2 separate regions of the Pan troglodytes genome follow, and region 2 is linked to region 1. The links are chromatin contacts, called in public Hi-C maps. All regions are on one chromosome and are shown on one strand. The core of a region is the stretch at or near the end of the contact, and the rest is flanking DNA. Distances in the headings are between cores, read along the strand shown.

Region 1 (7,528 bases), core at 2,896-5,395:
AGCCCTAGGAAAAATGAACAACTCTCCATTTTGGTCTTCCAAGATCTACCACTTACACCTCCTCTGGCCATGTATTCTATTCTGCCTTGGATTAAATATAGTGATTCACATGTCTGTTTGCCTTTGATAAGCAGCAAAGGGTAAATAAATGGGAAATGGAAGCCCCCTGTGGACAGGGGCACTCCCTTTTGGTCATGACTTTTTATTTCGAAAACTCATCTCCAGAAAAGTTGAGTTAGTCAATGAGCACTTGATACTCCCCATCCTTGATTCATCAATCATCAGCATCTGGTACATTTGCTTTTTTTTTCTGAATCATTTGAAGGAACGTTGCAAACATCATGACACTGATCCTTAAGTACTTCAGCATGTAAAATGTCTCATGTAAAACCACAATGCTATTATCAAATCTAAAAAATGTGTCAATAATCCCATTACGAGATCTATATTCAGATTTCCACAGGTCTCTCAAAAATGTCTTCTCTGGCTTTTTTCTTCTTCTTGGATCTAGGATCCAATCAAGGTCACATACTGTATTTAGTTATAATGCCTCTGTAGCCTCTTAATCTAGAAGAGTCATTCCTAGAAATAAACATTCTTCCCCATCCTTTTTTTTAAGCAGAGTTGGTACTTAACAAATGTTTATAAGATGGAATAAATGGGTGGATGGACAAACAAGCCCCAGTGATGCAAGATCCCTGGGCAGTTCCTCTAAGAAAAGAAAGAATTCTAGAGAAGGGACTTACATTAAGTGTCCTTTGTGAAGTCACCAGGCACTGGGTAGGGAACCAAGTCATTGTTTTTGTGTGGCTGCTCATGTTCTGACCTCCATGTTTAAAAATCATGAGTTAGTCCTAAGGTCACTGGGGAAATGCCTCAAGAGTAATTGACTTAGAGAGAGAAGAGAATCCAGAGCCTCACATCTGACCGACAAAAGGAAGATCCCAGAGATGAGGAACTCGTTGTCCCATGGAATGTCAGAGCTGGGAGAGACCTCAGAGATCATGTCCAACTTCCTGGCTTTTTTCCAGAGGAAAAAACTTGGGCCCATAGTGATACAATGGCTTGTCCAAGGTCACACAGGACACCGTTGCCTGACTCCCTGTCCAGCTTCATTTCCACTTTACCTGGTGACCACAATGTCTGGGCTCTTTTTCTCTCTTGTTCCCAATGAGTTATGGTAATATGGTAACTTCCTCAACCTTCGAGCATCAAAGATCTCAAAATATTCAAGTCAAACCAATTCTCAGAAGCATAGGGTTAAGCCAGTGACTGCTTCCTTGCCCACAGAGAACAGACGTATTTCTGAGGGTGTTTGTTACCTCCAGCAGGTGATGACTAACAAGAAAACAGCACCTTGAGCAGCCCCAGGGGAAGAGAGGTGAGATTAAAGCAGTGATGTCACCAAGGGCTGGGAAGTGGGTGCCTCCATGTTCATTTTGCCTCTGCCATCTACTTTGGCCCAAACACGGCACTAAACTTTTCTAGGGCCCAGGAGCCTCATCTCTAAAAACAAATCATTGCAAAGCAGTTATCACCATGATGGCCATCTGCAGGTATGAATCCCTTTTGGGAACATAAGTGATAAATAAGGGACATCAGGGTTGGCGGGGGTTAGATTTTCATTTCTAAAGGTCTCAGTATAAGCCTTTATTTAAAGCTACAAAGTTGAAAATTCCCCAGTAAGTACTGTTCTCTCTCGGTATTTGTGGGGAATTGGTTCCAGGACCCTCACAGATACCAAAATTCATGGATGCTAAAGTCTCTTTAGATGAAATGGTGTAGGATTTACATAAAACCTACACACATCCTTCTACATACTTGAAATCATCTCTAGATTACTTATAATACCTAATACAATGTAAATGCTATGTGAATAGTTGATATACTGTATTGTTTAGAGAATAATGACAAGAAACAAAGTCTACATGTTCAGTACAGACACAGCCATCCGTATATACATACATACATATATATTTTTTTAATATTTTGTATCTGAGGCCAATTGAATCCATGGATGAAGGACCCATGGATACAGAGAGCCGACTGTAAGAGGAATTTCTTATAGGCAACAGCAACACAGGTTGTGGCTGATAGAGGGTTTCATTAAACAGGGAAAAGAAGTGACTGGCTCAGTCATTAATGGGTTCAAAGATTGAGGAAAAGCCTCAATCATTGCTGAGGAGCAAGGAGGTCTTATACAGAAATTCCATACTTGGACTTGAATTTGTGTGACCTTGGCTGAGCCGCTTAACTCTTAGGAACCTCATCTGTAAATCAAGGGAATTTGGGTTAGAAATGCAGTGATTTTTAAATTTTGTTTTTTAGCTTCTAGCTGTACATTACAACCACCTGGGCAGAGAGTAAAATCATGACCCCTATCCCCAACCCCTTTTCATTGTGATTTCAGCAGCTCTGGGGGTAGGGTCCAGGCAATTCTTAAGTACGCAAGACTGAGAATTTCTGGATTATAGCATGTCCAAAAACTGATTCTCAGAAGGGAATAAAGTAAATGAAGCAATGGAAAGGAATACTGGAATTCCTTAGCCATTCTACGCACACAGGCCTCGAACCATTGTACTCACCTGAATGCCTAATTTGCCTATTTCCCTCCAAGGCCAAGTCCCCTCTAGGATCAGGGTGAGGCTCCCGCCAAGACAATCAGCACTTTCCCAACAATCTGCAGGGACACATGTAGTTTTCAGACTGAAAGGAGGATAGCAGGAAGTCTGGGTCCCTAAACACTCTGGAGGTATTGGACCAGATGAGTGCAGGTCCCACCATCTTTCCTATGCCTCCTCCACACAGTGGGGTGGCCCCTGCAGCAGGTAAGTGACGAGCGAGGCCCCAACCACATCTAACAAGATGGCCACTCTGTCTGCCTGGCTGGCTGATGCCAGCACCAGCCACTAGCTCCCGACATGCAGGACTTAAAGCATCTGCCAGACTGGTGCCAGCTTTTGATCAGTACCATGTTGAGACAGAGACCTGCAGGGAAACGGTCAGGCTCCCTGTAGTCGACTAGCAGGAATCTTACTGAAGAATTTGAGCACAGATTTAAAAGTGAGGTGCAGGCAGGGGGAAGGGGTGTGGGAGACTGCTTGACAGAGGCTGTCTTTTCAAGGCCAGGTTATTCCATCTCTGCTAAGGGAAGAGACACCCTTTCCTGGCTGGTGGTTGGAGCAGGATTTCTGGGCTCCCTTTGTACATTTTGCTGCTCTGCCCTGGGGGTCAGAGGGAGTCTTTTAGCCTCAGCTCATGCATCTGTAATACCCTGAGACCACCGGGATGGGTCCCTAGTCTCCCCCGTGTCCAGCTCCACGGTGTTGCAGTAAAACCACAGCAGGGCCGTTTACAAGACACTTGACGACTCCAGCCAGTCCACTCGCCAGAGGGCCTGCAGGAGGGCTCCTGCCTTCTAAACGAGTCCTCTGCGGCCTAGGCTGCTGTCCTCAGGAAACCCAGTCTACATCCTTGGCAGACATTCAGAGTGCCCCTAAAAGCTGTGTGCTAAGATGGGGAGCCCCCTCCTCCACTGCCCCCTTCCTGGGACACCAAGCCAAGTGTTAAGCAGAGGCCCAGCCCCAGAAACAACGCGTTTTGTGTCTGACAATAGCAGCCTACGTGACTTGAAGGACTCTGCTGTTGGTAAACCAAATGCACGCCAGTTTTGCTTATTTGCTCTAACCTTCAAAGAACCTAGAGGTCCCTTCCTAGTTCAACAAATAAATCCAGTTCCACTCTAGCGGGCCTCCTGGACAAAGTTCCATTGTTACGCCTTCCCTGAATGTCCACTGCTCGCTCCCTCTCAGGCACCCTAGCCCCACGCCTGTTCACCCTTCTTTCGTTTTGGGATAAATCAGCCTCCTTTTTTTGTTTTGTTTTGTTTTGCTTTAATTCTTTCAAAGGGTAAGGAATGTTGACACCCCCGAAACATGCCTCTGATGTCTGGTTAGACTTCAGACGGCTGTATTTGAACGTGCGCTGACGCAGTCGGGCAGATTGGGTTAAACCAAATATTACAATTGCAAGAACTCATCTGGAACTAATAATTTTGAGGCCACCGAAAGTAAAAGGGCCCTGCTTTGGGGCTGGCCAGCGGCAGAGGCCAGCTCGGGCCAATGCTGCCACCTGCCGAGGGCGCCGGGAACAGGGTGCGCCGCCGCGGCCTTCCTGTTTTGTTCTGGCCCCGCTCACCGGCTCCCACGCAGACAGGTTCGCCAGCCAGCCAGACCAGGGCTATTTTAAAAGGCTAGCGCCTCTTCCCAGCCCTTGGTGTAAAGATAGCTAGTCTGGCTGTCCCGTGTCTTCGCTGAAAAAAAAGACAACTTCCCAATTATAGAGCCGGGGCTGGCTACAAAGGCAGTTGCAGTTGGAGTCCGATTAAACATGTGCCGGGTGGATTACACAGATCATGTGTCAGTGGCTCGCCTAGGAGGAAGGCTCGTTTAAGTTCAGGATTTTTATTTTGCGGGGGATGATGGGGACGTACAACTCTGGGTTATGTCGGCGCATTGCTGAACTGCGAGTCACATGCCAGATCCAGAAATGATGAAAACATCTGTTTTTGCTTTAGACCAGCGAGGCTCTGGCGGTGGGGAGGGGCGCGAGAGGGACGGGAATGGCTTTGCTCACCAGCACCATCTGCTGAGCCTGCTGTGGAAACGCGTGCGTCCCCAGCACAATGCAGGTTGTCACTCGCCCCAGGAAGGGGGAGATCAACAGGTGGGGGTCTCTGCCGGGGCGATCACTCTCCATGGAGGACAGCCCCGATTGTGCCCTGGGGACTGTGCAATCCCGTATTGTCTCGGAGTGTTCACAACAAAGAGCTTTGTCCCTGGGGACTGCCCGAGGGCAGAGGAGGAGGAGAGAGAAGCAGCAAATGAATTCCCAGGTTGGGAAGGAAGGAGGTAAAGGGGGAGGGGAGTAGCTCCTTAGTGGTTTGCAGACAGTAAAAATTTGCTGTTCTTTCTGGCTGAAATCTACCAGAACAAAGGAACCACGTCTCTAGGAAAACTCCCAGCTGCACTTCCCCCCACCGTCCCTCTTGCCTGCGATGGTAGCTTTTGCTCGGCATGTCTGAGAATGTTCCAGTATTCACAGAGACCTTTCTGGTCTCTATGACCAAAGTATTCACAGAGACCTTTCTGGTCAGGCAGGGCTTGACCAGCCCTTCAACGTGCAATCCTCCCAGCTTCAAGAACCCAGCAATGGGATGGTTCTGAATCGGAGCCATACTGACAGCCAAGCCAACGGCATTCTTTCGATGTACAGCAAATATTTACTGCCTGCCTGCTAGGTGCCCGGAACTCACTCAGCACAACTATTTGTCATACAGTTTAAAAAACAATACAAATATGTCAGAGAAAAATGTATGTTTAGTGTCAAGTGCGTGTTTGAGACAATGACAGCTCTGAGTTCAGAGGCAAGGAGAGGATTGCAGACCTCGAATCTACCTTTCCTCAGTATTTGGGGGCAGTTCTGAGAAGAAGCTGGATTCCTCCAGCTTGTGTTTTGGGTTGTGTAGTCAAATCCCCTGAGTAACTGATTTTAATCAACCTGCTTCAGCTGTGACCTCCAGCCCTCTGGCGTTAAAGATAAATCCTCTACAGTTCCCATCCAAACGGCATCCATTACTCACAATCAGAATTGGGTGGGGACCTAGATTCCACTCCCAGGAATCTCCTCTGGGCCAGGTACAAAATTCTGAGCTACAACCAGATGAACAGTACTTCCCAACAACACACAGAGAGGTTAATCCAAGGGAGAAAAACCTGGGTCAAATGAAAAGCACGAGGCTTGCAGACCTCATTAAGCACAGTGCCTCCCTTTACACGCAGCTACCGAACACGCCCTCAGTTCTCTGCTGCCCACAGCTGAGGTTCCCAGAAGAGCAAATGCTGCTGATCCGGACCGAAGTTAGTCTCTTCCGTAGGCTCATTTTTGCCCACTTACCTATAAACTCCCAAGTTCAAAAAGGAAAGGGATCCTCTCCATTCCATCCCTTCTTCCATCCATTTCACTCCCAAATAAGTATAGAAAGAGCTGCCATTTGCGTGGGAATGGGAACTTGACGCTAGGGGATAAGTCAGAAAAAAGCCTCCTTCCCATTTTACAGCTGGACAAAAAATGTAAGAACCATCCCGATCCTCACAGAGCTTGCCGCCAGCTATATCCCCAGTGGCCACATCCGTTCCCACAGGACTCACGTTCTCAAATTATGAGGGCGCAAACTAATCCCCAAAGCCATCTACAAGTCCGTTGGTCAGTCACCTGCTCCGCTCTGATGTTGAAAGATTACTAGTTCAGGGGAGCCATGCAAATCAACACAATCAACTTCACTTTTTGTTTCAGGCCTCAGAAGATTAGAACATGAGACAGCACTTTAATCTGGTTTGGTATTGGGCTGATGTGGAGAGTTCTGATGAATTTTCTTTGTTTTATAAACTGAGGAAACCTTGTCACTGACCCGTATTTCTTTTCTGGACTCTTCTTGACAGTTTTCCTCATTTCTATCTGGTTTTGCAACAGGTCTGTGTTTGAATCTATTGAGGGCTGAAATTTTTCATGCTGCCTTGACAACTGTGAGCCCAGAATTTAGGGTGTTTTGTCAACATTCGGCAAAATAAAATCTCTGAACTAGGCTCCAGCAAGAGGGTAGAAAAACTGCAGATGAAAAAATATGTGGCATGAAAATAAACTTTGGTGATTTTGTGCTTTACTAGGCTTAGGATGCCAACCTCCCAACTATTTTTCCAGGCCTATATAAGACTCTCTTTTTCCTCATTATAAAAAATAATTTCTGTTGCCCCACTTCACGCCATACATCTTGGTGTGATTCTCTTCACACAGAGAAATAACCTTTGTTCAAAGCTCTGCTCTCCTAAGCTGCACTAAATTCTGCAAGATCACTCTCCACATACAAGATTAGCACCTCCTTTCCAGCTCCAAATAGACTATAATCCAAAAGCTGCTCTTTTAAATAGAGGTTCCTTTTATGCTTAAATTCCTACATAAAAGAAACATCAATGCTACTGCTAGTCTCCCCAGTTAAATCCGATTTGCAAGAAATGCTGCATGCTCAAAAATCTGGGTGTGAACTGAAGTCTGGGCTAAGGGAACGCATTTGGGATTCTCCAGTCATTCTCTATCTGGAGGGCCCTCCAGTGGCCAAAATAATACCTGATATAAACAAAGACCACCAAAGCAAGTGTTACAACAAAGGCAGAGGATGGACGCTGGCCTGCATTTAAAATGCTGCATGTGAGCCCCACATTTGCCCCTTAGAGGTGTGTCTCATTTAAAGAAAGCCAAGACAGAATCTCAGCTCACAAAACGAAGACATTATTTGCATTACAAAAGGACCCTTCACTTGATTAAAAAGAGGCAGGTTTGAACTCCATTAAACGACAACTCCCCCTAATTTCTTTAAGATTCTATTGAATTTGCAGGAAATAAAAAGACTGACATACAAATTTGCAGAATGCATGTGCGGCGTAAAACAAGGTACATTTGTAGTCACTCTGCA
Region 2 (7,528 bases), core at 1,913-4,412, 550 kb before region 1:
TTTTACAATCAGATGTTAGGCATTTCTAAATAGAATACCATTAACTGGGAGACGTTATGCAAATTTCACATTTAATATATTTATATAACATTTTATATTTTAAAATAATGAACAAAATAATTTTTATTAATTTTAAATCATATTAATTAATTTTATTACTAAGCCTCATACTGAATCTCCCAAATTCTTTCCAATTGATCCCTGTCATTCAGCTATTATAATTTTCTGTGCCTGTCATGAAGTGAAAAAAGGTAGGGCAGCGTTGTTACAAATTATCCTTTTTGCCATTTTTCACCCTGGGAAGTGGATGTAAATGGAGAATAATGTTAGTCTTGGTAGAAGGGACTTGTTAAAAGAATCCAAGATGTTTCTATTTTCATGTTTAAAGCTCCATTTGACAAGATAGTGAAATAAAGTGGGCAACTTTAACTTAAAGGTGTTTCTCGGTGATGGGCACTCTGATGGGATTGGATGTGTTTCTGCAGATTTCTGCCTTCCCAGCTGGATCTCCCTTGTTTTCTGCAGGAGAGAAATGGTAGAAAGAGACAGTAGGAACTGAAAAGGTAAATGTCACAACACCCAGCCTGCCATACTTTGAAATTAAACATGGATTTAACAGATTGCAAAGTGTCTTAGTCATGTAATTCATGCAATTCATTAAACCACATTTAAATGAAAAGTAAGTGATATTCTCCTATTTAACAATTAATTGAACAAGTGGTATTATATTGAATTGAAACACTTAAACTTGACTTCTGTTGAATAAATACAGCCAATACAGGACAGAAAAAGAAAAAATCTCAAAATGGATCTGAAACTGACCTTAGATGACTCTTCCAGGCTGCTAACAGTGTGTGCAAGGAGTGTCACCTTTCTTCTGGAGGGCTGGGGAGAGAGGCTAATGCTGAGAAAGTGCACCTGAAGCTTTGAATGGTTGCCCTAGGGCGGGGAGGGGGCACAAGGCACGAACTCAGTGACCTCAGGAATAAGACTGCCATAGTTAACAAATGAGAATATGATATATGAAGTATCTGAGACATACTACACTAAAAAACTATTTGTTGTTTGTTCAAAATTCAAATGGAACTGGGCAGTTCTGTTTTTATTTGGCAACCCTACTTAGTTGGGAGGAGCTGTAGGGAGAGGTATCTGGGAAACCATTAAGAAGTAGAAAAAGGCGGGATGCAGTGGCTCACGCCTGTAGTCCCAGTACTTTAGGAGGCAGAGGCAGGTGGATCACAAGGTGAGGAGTTCGAGACCAGCCTGACCAACATGGTGAAACCCTGTCTGTACTAAAATTACAAAAAATTAGCTGGGTGTGGTGGCATACACCTGTAATCCCAACTACTCAGGAGGCTGAGGCAGGAGAATCACTTGAACCCAGGAGGCAGAGGTTGCAGTGAGCCAGGATCACACCATTGCACTCCAGACTGGGTGACACAGCGAGATTCCACCTCAAAAAAAAAAAAAATTAGAAAAAAAAGGAGTCTCCCAGCTGGTGAGTGAATATTATAATAAAGGCAACAACAAAGACACAAGCATCATTCCTGTGCCATGTATTTGGAATGAGATTTGTATAGGACTTCTAAGGGGCAAAGTGATGGTCAGGGAGGGCTCTAGATAACATCAGAACTTATTTTTGAAGGAAACTGGAAATTCCCCCAAAAGGATGATGGTGGGAGTTGAGGAATGGCATTTCAGGCAAAAAAAAAAAAACAAAAAAAAACAAAAACATGTCCAAAGGCATGGAGTAGTCAAACAACTGGAGTGTCCTTCTCCATGAAGCCTTTCTGGTCACATTCAGAGGGAATTCACCTTGCCTTTCTCTGTTCTGTCATCACCCTTTGTTGCAGCCTAAATCACATAGCCCTTATACTGTCTGCTACTGGGACAACTGTGATGTGGGACCCCATAGAGCTGGCAAGTGGCAGGTGGCTCATGGAAAAGACTCCAGACTTGTCTACTGTCCTAGTTGAGCAGCGAACCCAGATGCTTTTTGCAGAATATTGATTGAGAGCAAACACATCAAATGTTTCAATGATTTTTCAAGCAAAGCAACATTTTGCTATAGTGTATGTATATGTACTTAAGTAAACACTGAAAATGGATTTATATACATCAGAGCTTAGGCATCTACTTCCCACGAGAGAAGTAACAACATGAAAGTAAACCAAATGGAAAAATAAGTAATACTCTTTGCATTCCCTGAGATTTATCCCAAAGCCAACCCTTACTGCTTAAGTGGATGAGGGAAAATTCTCCATTGCATATCTCAGCAGTCTACTGCTTGTGCCCGTTATCTTTTGAAGGGAGGTTGTCTCGTATCTTGTGCGTAACGCTTTTATTCTAGCTTTTAGAATCAGCTGCTTAAAATTCCTCGACTTATGGTGTTAGGTAAATAGATAAGTAGGACTATGCTTTTTTGTCCCTTTTGGGCACACAAACTGAAGAACCTTGGATACTTACTGGAGGGGAACTTTCTCCCTTCTTCCCCCAGTGATATGCTTTGGAGGAGAACTTATGCAGAGATTGGGGCAACAAGAAGGTGCCTTCTACTAGCTTTAAGAAGGAGATAACATTTCCATTTTTTGTTTAAAAATGTTGATTTTCGAGGCTTTACTAACTGTAATAGGTGAGGTTTTTGTTGTGAATATTCTGTTTGCGTTTTGTTGCTGGAGGGAAGGAGAGGCTATTTGGAGAACGATACCTGGCTCATCAGCTGCCCTAAGGGTTCAAAGTGACTTGAGCCTTTCCTCTCCAGGAGCTCTTATATTGCTCCTGAACTTAATGTTATGTGTTGTCTTTCTCTTTCATTTTCTTTGCACATTTCCTAAAGTTCTGAAGTCCTTGACCGTCGAAGGATTTTACCTAGATCTCTGATGACCTACCTTGGCTTTTCTTTACCTGAGAATTGCCCATCTATGGTTCTTTGCTCCATCTGTGCAATTTGCCCTTTTCAGGACTTGAGGACAACATGGTCGCCTTTGCCTTGCTTGGCTGTGGTTTGGGGTGGCATTAACACCATGATTTCTTTCAGGGCCCACTGAAGGTTGGTTTCTGCGCTCCTGCGCCACCTGCTGTCACCAGCTCCAAATGCAGGCTCCCCAGTCGCCAGCCCTGGGCTCCCAGCCCCAGCCAGAGTCCAAACCTCAGACCAACCAGATGTTACTTAGGCTGCCAGATTTCTGTCTGGGCCTTATCTGTACCGTCTTCACTGGCTCACTAGATCAGAATCCCAAATGTCCCTGGATGACTTGCCTCAAGTCACGCAGACCCTGAGCTCTTTGGCCAGAAAGAGGAAGCCTGTTTGATTGGGGGTTGCTGACCAGTGGCTCCTGCCAGCTTTCTGAATGTGTGGCCAGTGGAGGCCGGCCTCTCCTTAGCAGTGAAAATGCAAATGGATTTCTTTAGAAATGTCAACAGACACTTGACACTTATCCTTTAAGGTACTCCCCAACGTGTCTCCTGACTGGGCCACTTAGTTTCTCCCAAATTGCTCAGAAATGGAATGTTTGCTTTTTACTTTTTAGCACTCTGGGCTTTTCTACAAACTCATAAAAGTTGGTGATTCTAACCAAGGGATCACAAGAAAGTGCGGTGCTACTTTTTATGAATTAAATTAAGTACCCCCATTATTCTCTGTTTTAGGTTGAAGATCTCTTGATGTCAGGGACTTACGCATTTGCTCCCTCTCCATCACACACAGCCTGGCACACAGTAGGTGCTTCACACAATCTTGTTAAAAGGAGCAGACTCTATCTGGTCAAAATCATTCTTGGAAGTTCTTTTCTTTTGTTTGTTAAAAGGAAAAATGGCCAGAGTTGAGACTGTGAAAGTTCATTCCTGATTTCAGACCAAAAAAATAAAGCTGAACCTGAGAGAAAAACAATGATGAGTGCAAGTTGTGATTTCTATGATCACTCTGATAAGAATGAGGATCGTGACTGGCTGTGGTCTCCCGAGGTTTGAAAAAAGAGAAATATATGCATGCAGGAGAGAACTGAGTTAGATATGAGATAGAACTTCCTAAGAGCAGAGGTTATGGGATACCCTTATAAAATATAAATGGGGGTTTACGCTAGCAAATACTCTAGAGAGAGATACACATCCATGTAGTTCAATAAACACTTATTAAATTCCTGCATTATGCCAGCACTGTATTAGATACTGGAGTAAAAAAGATTGTAAAGTATAGTACCTGGTCACAAGAAGACAGAGACTAACAAGCAGACAATTTCAATATAATTTCCTGATTGCTAAGAGGGAAGTATATGTGCCCAGGGTGTTGTGGGAGAATATGAAAGTGCACTAATTCAAGCTGTGTAGTCAGGGAAGGCTTCCTGGAGGAGGTGGTGCTTCTACTGAGTCTTACTATTGGGTGAGAGATATCTAGAGAAATAAATGCAGTCAGCATATTCCAGCAAAGGTGGAAAGCTAGACTAGCTGATGTACAAACATCTTCAGGTCACAGAAACTCCTTTTAGTCCTTCTGAATTGAGTCATCTGGGAAATGCTGTTGTCCCACAGGAAATGTCTTACAATTCTGGCAGCCTAAAGGGGCTCAGTTTTCTATTGCATGTTCAGCTTGTCACCTTGTTAGGACAGCCTCTTATAGACTTAGGAGGGAAAAAGTAAAAGAGGGAATCTTATTTTCATTTGCATCCAAGGATCATGATCCATTAAGCAGCCTCTGTGCTCTAACATTCAGGGAGCTGCAGGACTGGCATATCCTTGATGCATCAGATCTGATATATTTGTGTTCAAAGGGAACAAACCAACTACTACTGATAAGTTCTCTCACAGCAGCTACTTTTTGAGTTCCAACAGGTTGTTGTACCTAGCCCCATTGTACAGGTGGGGAAACTGAGGCTGAAGGGCACAGAGTCACTTTCTAGGCCCTGGGGAATAACTATTGGCTACTGCATAGTAATTTAGCTTCTTATTTCTCACTGTACCTTCCCAGGGTGGGAACCTCTGAGAGTCAATTTTCCCAGAAAGAGGCACTTTCGAAATGGCAGGCCTGTTAGTAATGGCCTGTTTCCACTGGGTATCCTGCCCATTGGGCTGGCACTATGGGAGTGGGGGTTCCCAGCCACCCCAGGGAGGTCATTCAATCCCAGCCATGGCAGCTGGTGTCCTTGGTGCCCTGGACCACCATCAGAGAACGGAATCTGCGGGAAAACAAAGAGTGCAGCCGTGGCGGCAGACCTGAGCCCTCCACGCCTGCTTGCCCAGGGCAGGTCCCAGTGGGGTTAGTGCCAGGCGCTGTGCTGATTCTCCACCCCCTTCCCGGCTCCTCGGCTCATCTGCTGGCTTTCAGAACTCCAGCCATCCTGAATGGGTCTTTGTGCGCACCCCAGGAGCTGGCTCGGAAGAGCCTGATGGAAATGCTGGACAGAGACGTCTCCTCTGGATCCAGGCACAGCCCGTCATGGTGCCATCTTGCGGGAGCCAGGCTTTTATTGTTTCACCACGTTGCTCTATCTGGGAGTGGGTTGGGACCTGGTGAATGGGAAAAATGTTCTGCACCCCTGACAGTGGGGTCATGGGTAGGGCCGAGGGGATGGCAGCACCTCTGTCACTTTCCCACAGCTCTCTTTCCCACGGTCAGTCTTCGCTACTTTGCCCCCCTGAGATGATTGTGATAATATTAATAACAAGAGGCATCGTTAATGGTCACTCCCGAGGTGCCAGGCATTGTGCTGAGGGTTTCATTCCATTGAATACGTGTTCTCAAAGATCCCGTGGGATGTGTTGTCTTATTATTCTCATTTTACAGGTGAAGAAACCAAGGTTAGGAGATGTTAAGCTACCTGCCCAGGTAATTCTGAACAGGAAGGTGAGCACAGATTGGATGCAACTCTGCCCTTACCTCCTCCTTCCAGCCTTCAAGGTGTCTCTTTCCAATCATTGAGGTCTTAAGGCCACTTGTACTCTCATTCCTAAGAAATCCCTGAGCTCCAGGGCGCCAGCACAGACAAAAGCCTGGTTCTGGCAAAATGTGAAAAGCCTCGTGGCCTCTCAGGTTCCTTTTTTTAATGCTGTGCTTTTTTTTTTTTCTTTCGGAAATCAGGGGTGTATTTCATTTTATAAGATAGAAGAAATTGTAGATGTATAAGGAACACGTTGGAGTACAACTATAGATTGAAAATTGTGTTAAAGAACCTTATCTCCATCCTCAAAAAACAAAATGGTTTTATGAGACAAGCAAGTACCACATAAGGGCTGGAGTGCAGGATGCATTTCAGATGTCAGTGGTCCCAGCTCTGTCACCGCCGGTACTGCTCTGGCCAGGCGTCCTCTGTAGATGCAGGGATGAGGGTTAATTCCAGGTGTCTGACTCTGAGGCTCTCTTTGGCTGGGTTGGAGAGTAGGCAGAAATCTTGTTTTTATTTTTTTAATAGACAGAAGCAGTGGTGATAATGGCATCTACTCACCTGCCTGGCTTCTCTTCTATGTATGACAAGACTATCATTTAGGAAGGGTGATTGATATAGCTCTCTTATGGAGCAAACTCGATGACCCTTTTAGGGGAATGAAGTTTTAACCATGACTTTTAGAGCAGCTCTGTTAGCTGAGCCAAACAGCCAACTGGGAAGGGCTGTGAGTATCTCTCTGTTTGGAAAAAGGCTATAAATAATCTATGGTAAACAAATAAACAAAAACACCAGAAGAAACACAGGTTAGATCTTCAGAAGAACTTCCTAGCTGTGCAGTGTGGTAAGACATCAGGCAAAATTGTAAGTTGTGCCCCAGAATTTGCTGAGCTCCCCTCCCCTCCCCTCCCCTCCTGTCCCCTCTCCTCCCCTTCCCTCCCCTTCCCTCCCCTTCCCTCCCCTTCCCTCCCCTTCCCTTCTCTTTCCTTCCCTTTCCTTCCCTTCCCTTCCCTTCTTCTCCTCATCTTTTTTTGAAAGAAAGTTAGCTTCTAACCTCTCTAGGCTGTTATCTGTATAGCCCATACCATTCCCAAGTTAGAGGAATGACCATTGACTATCATAGGCCTCATATAGAGAACCTTTATATCCATCATTAACACATGACAAAGACACTCTCTAGAATTTGAATCCTCAACATTGTGTGTGGTATAGTGTGTTATTCCCCTTAGTGTGAAAAGTTAATGTCCATTCCTAGCCACTGCTGCATTCAACCCCAGAAATATCAATGCTCTAATGATGGGTAAACTGTCTGAGTTGTTTTTTCTATTAATTATTCTCCAAGTTGCTTTCTACAGTCTTTTTTTTTTTTTTTTTTTTTTTTTTGAGATGGAATCTCTCTCTGTTGCCCAGGCTGGAGTGGTGCAGTCTTGGTTCACTGCAACCTCCACCTCCCGAGTTCAAGTGATTCTCCTGCCTCAGCCTCTCGAGTAGCTGGGATTACAGGCACACACCACCATGCCCGGCTAATTTTTTGTATTTTTAGTAGAGATGGGGTTTCACCATGTTGGCTAGGCTGGTCTCGAACTCTTGACCTCAGGTGATCCGCCCACCTCAGCCTCCCAAAGTACTGGGATTACAGGCATGAGCCACTG

What was found. A called contact is a pair of places that touch in the nucleus more often than the background predicts.
Region 2: a contact with region 1 is called in a Hi-C map of induced pluripotent stem cells, with 3 times the contacts expected there. The contact joins two enhancer-like sites. A contact is called at or near these places in 4 of 7 Hi-C or Micro-C datasets (induced pluripotent stem cells, a lymphoblastoid cell line and stem cell-derived neural progenitor cells), 1 of 1 datasets of contacts at active chromatin or transcription factors (stem cell-derived excitatory neurons) and 1 of 1 other capture datasets (stem cell-derived neural stem cells).

What each region holds. Positions count from the first base shown.
Region 1 is chr9:123,601,073-123,608,600 of NHGRI_mPanTro3-v2.0_pri, reverse strand. No RefSeq gene overlaps it. Among named protein-coding and RNA genes, the nearest start is that of SORL1, 210 kb to the right of the region's middle. Within about 2 kb of position 4,145, at least 13 of the 24 cell types and tissues checked have an H3K27ac peak or open chromatin away from gene starts, as enhancers often do. A contact at or near this core is called in induced pluripotent stem cells and stem cell-derived neural stem cells, where this site is marked.
Region 2 is chr9:124,153,330-124,160,857 of NHGRI_mPanTro3-v2.0_pri, reverse strand. No RefSeq gene overlaps it. Among named protein-coding and RNA genes, the nearest start is that of MIR100, 62 kb to the right of the region's middle. Within about 2 kb of position 3,162, at least 11 of the 24 cell types and tissues checked have an H3K27ac peak or open chromatin away from gene starts, as enhancers often do. A contact at or near this core is called in induced pluripotent stem cells and stem cell-derived neural stem cells, where this site is marked.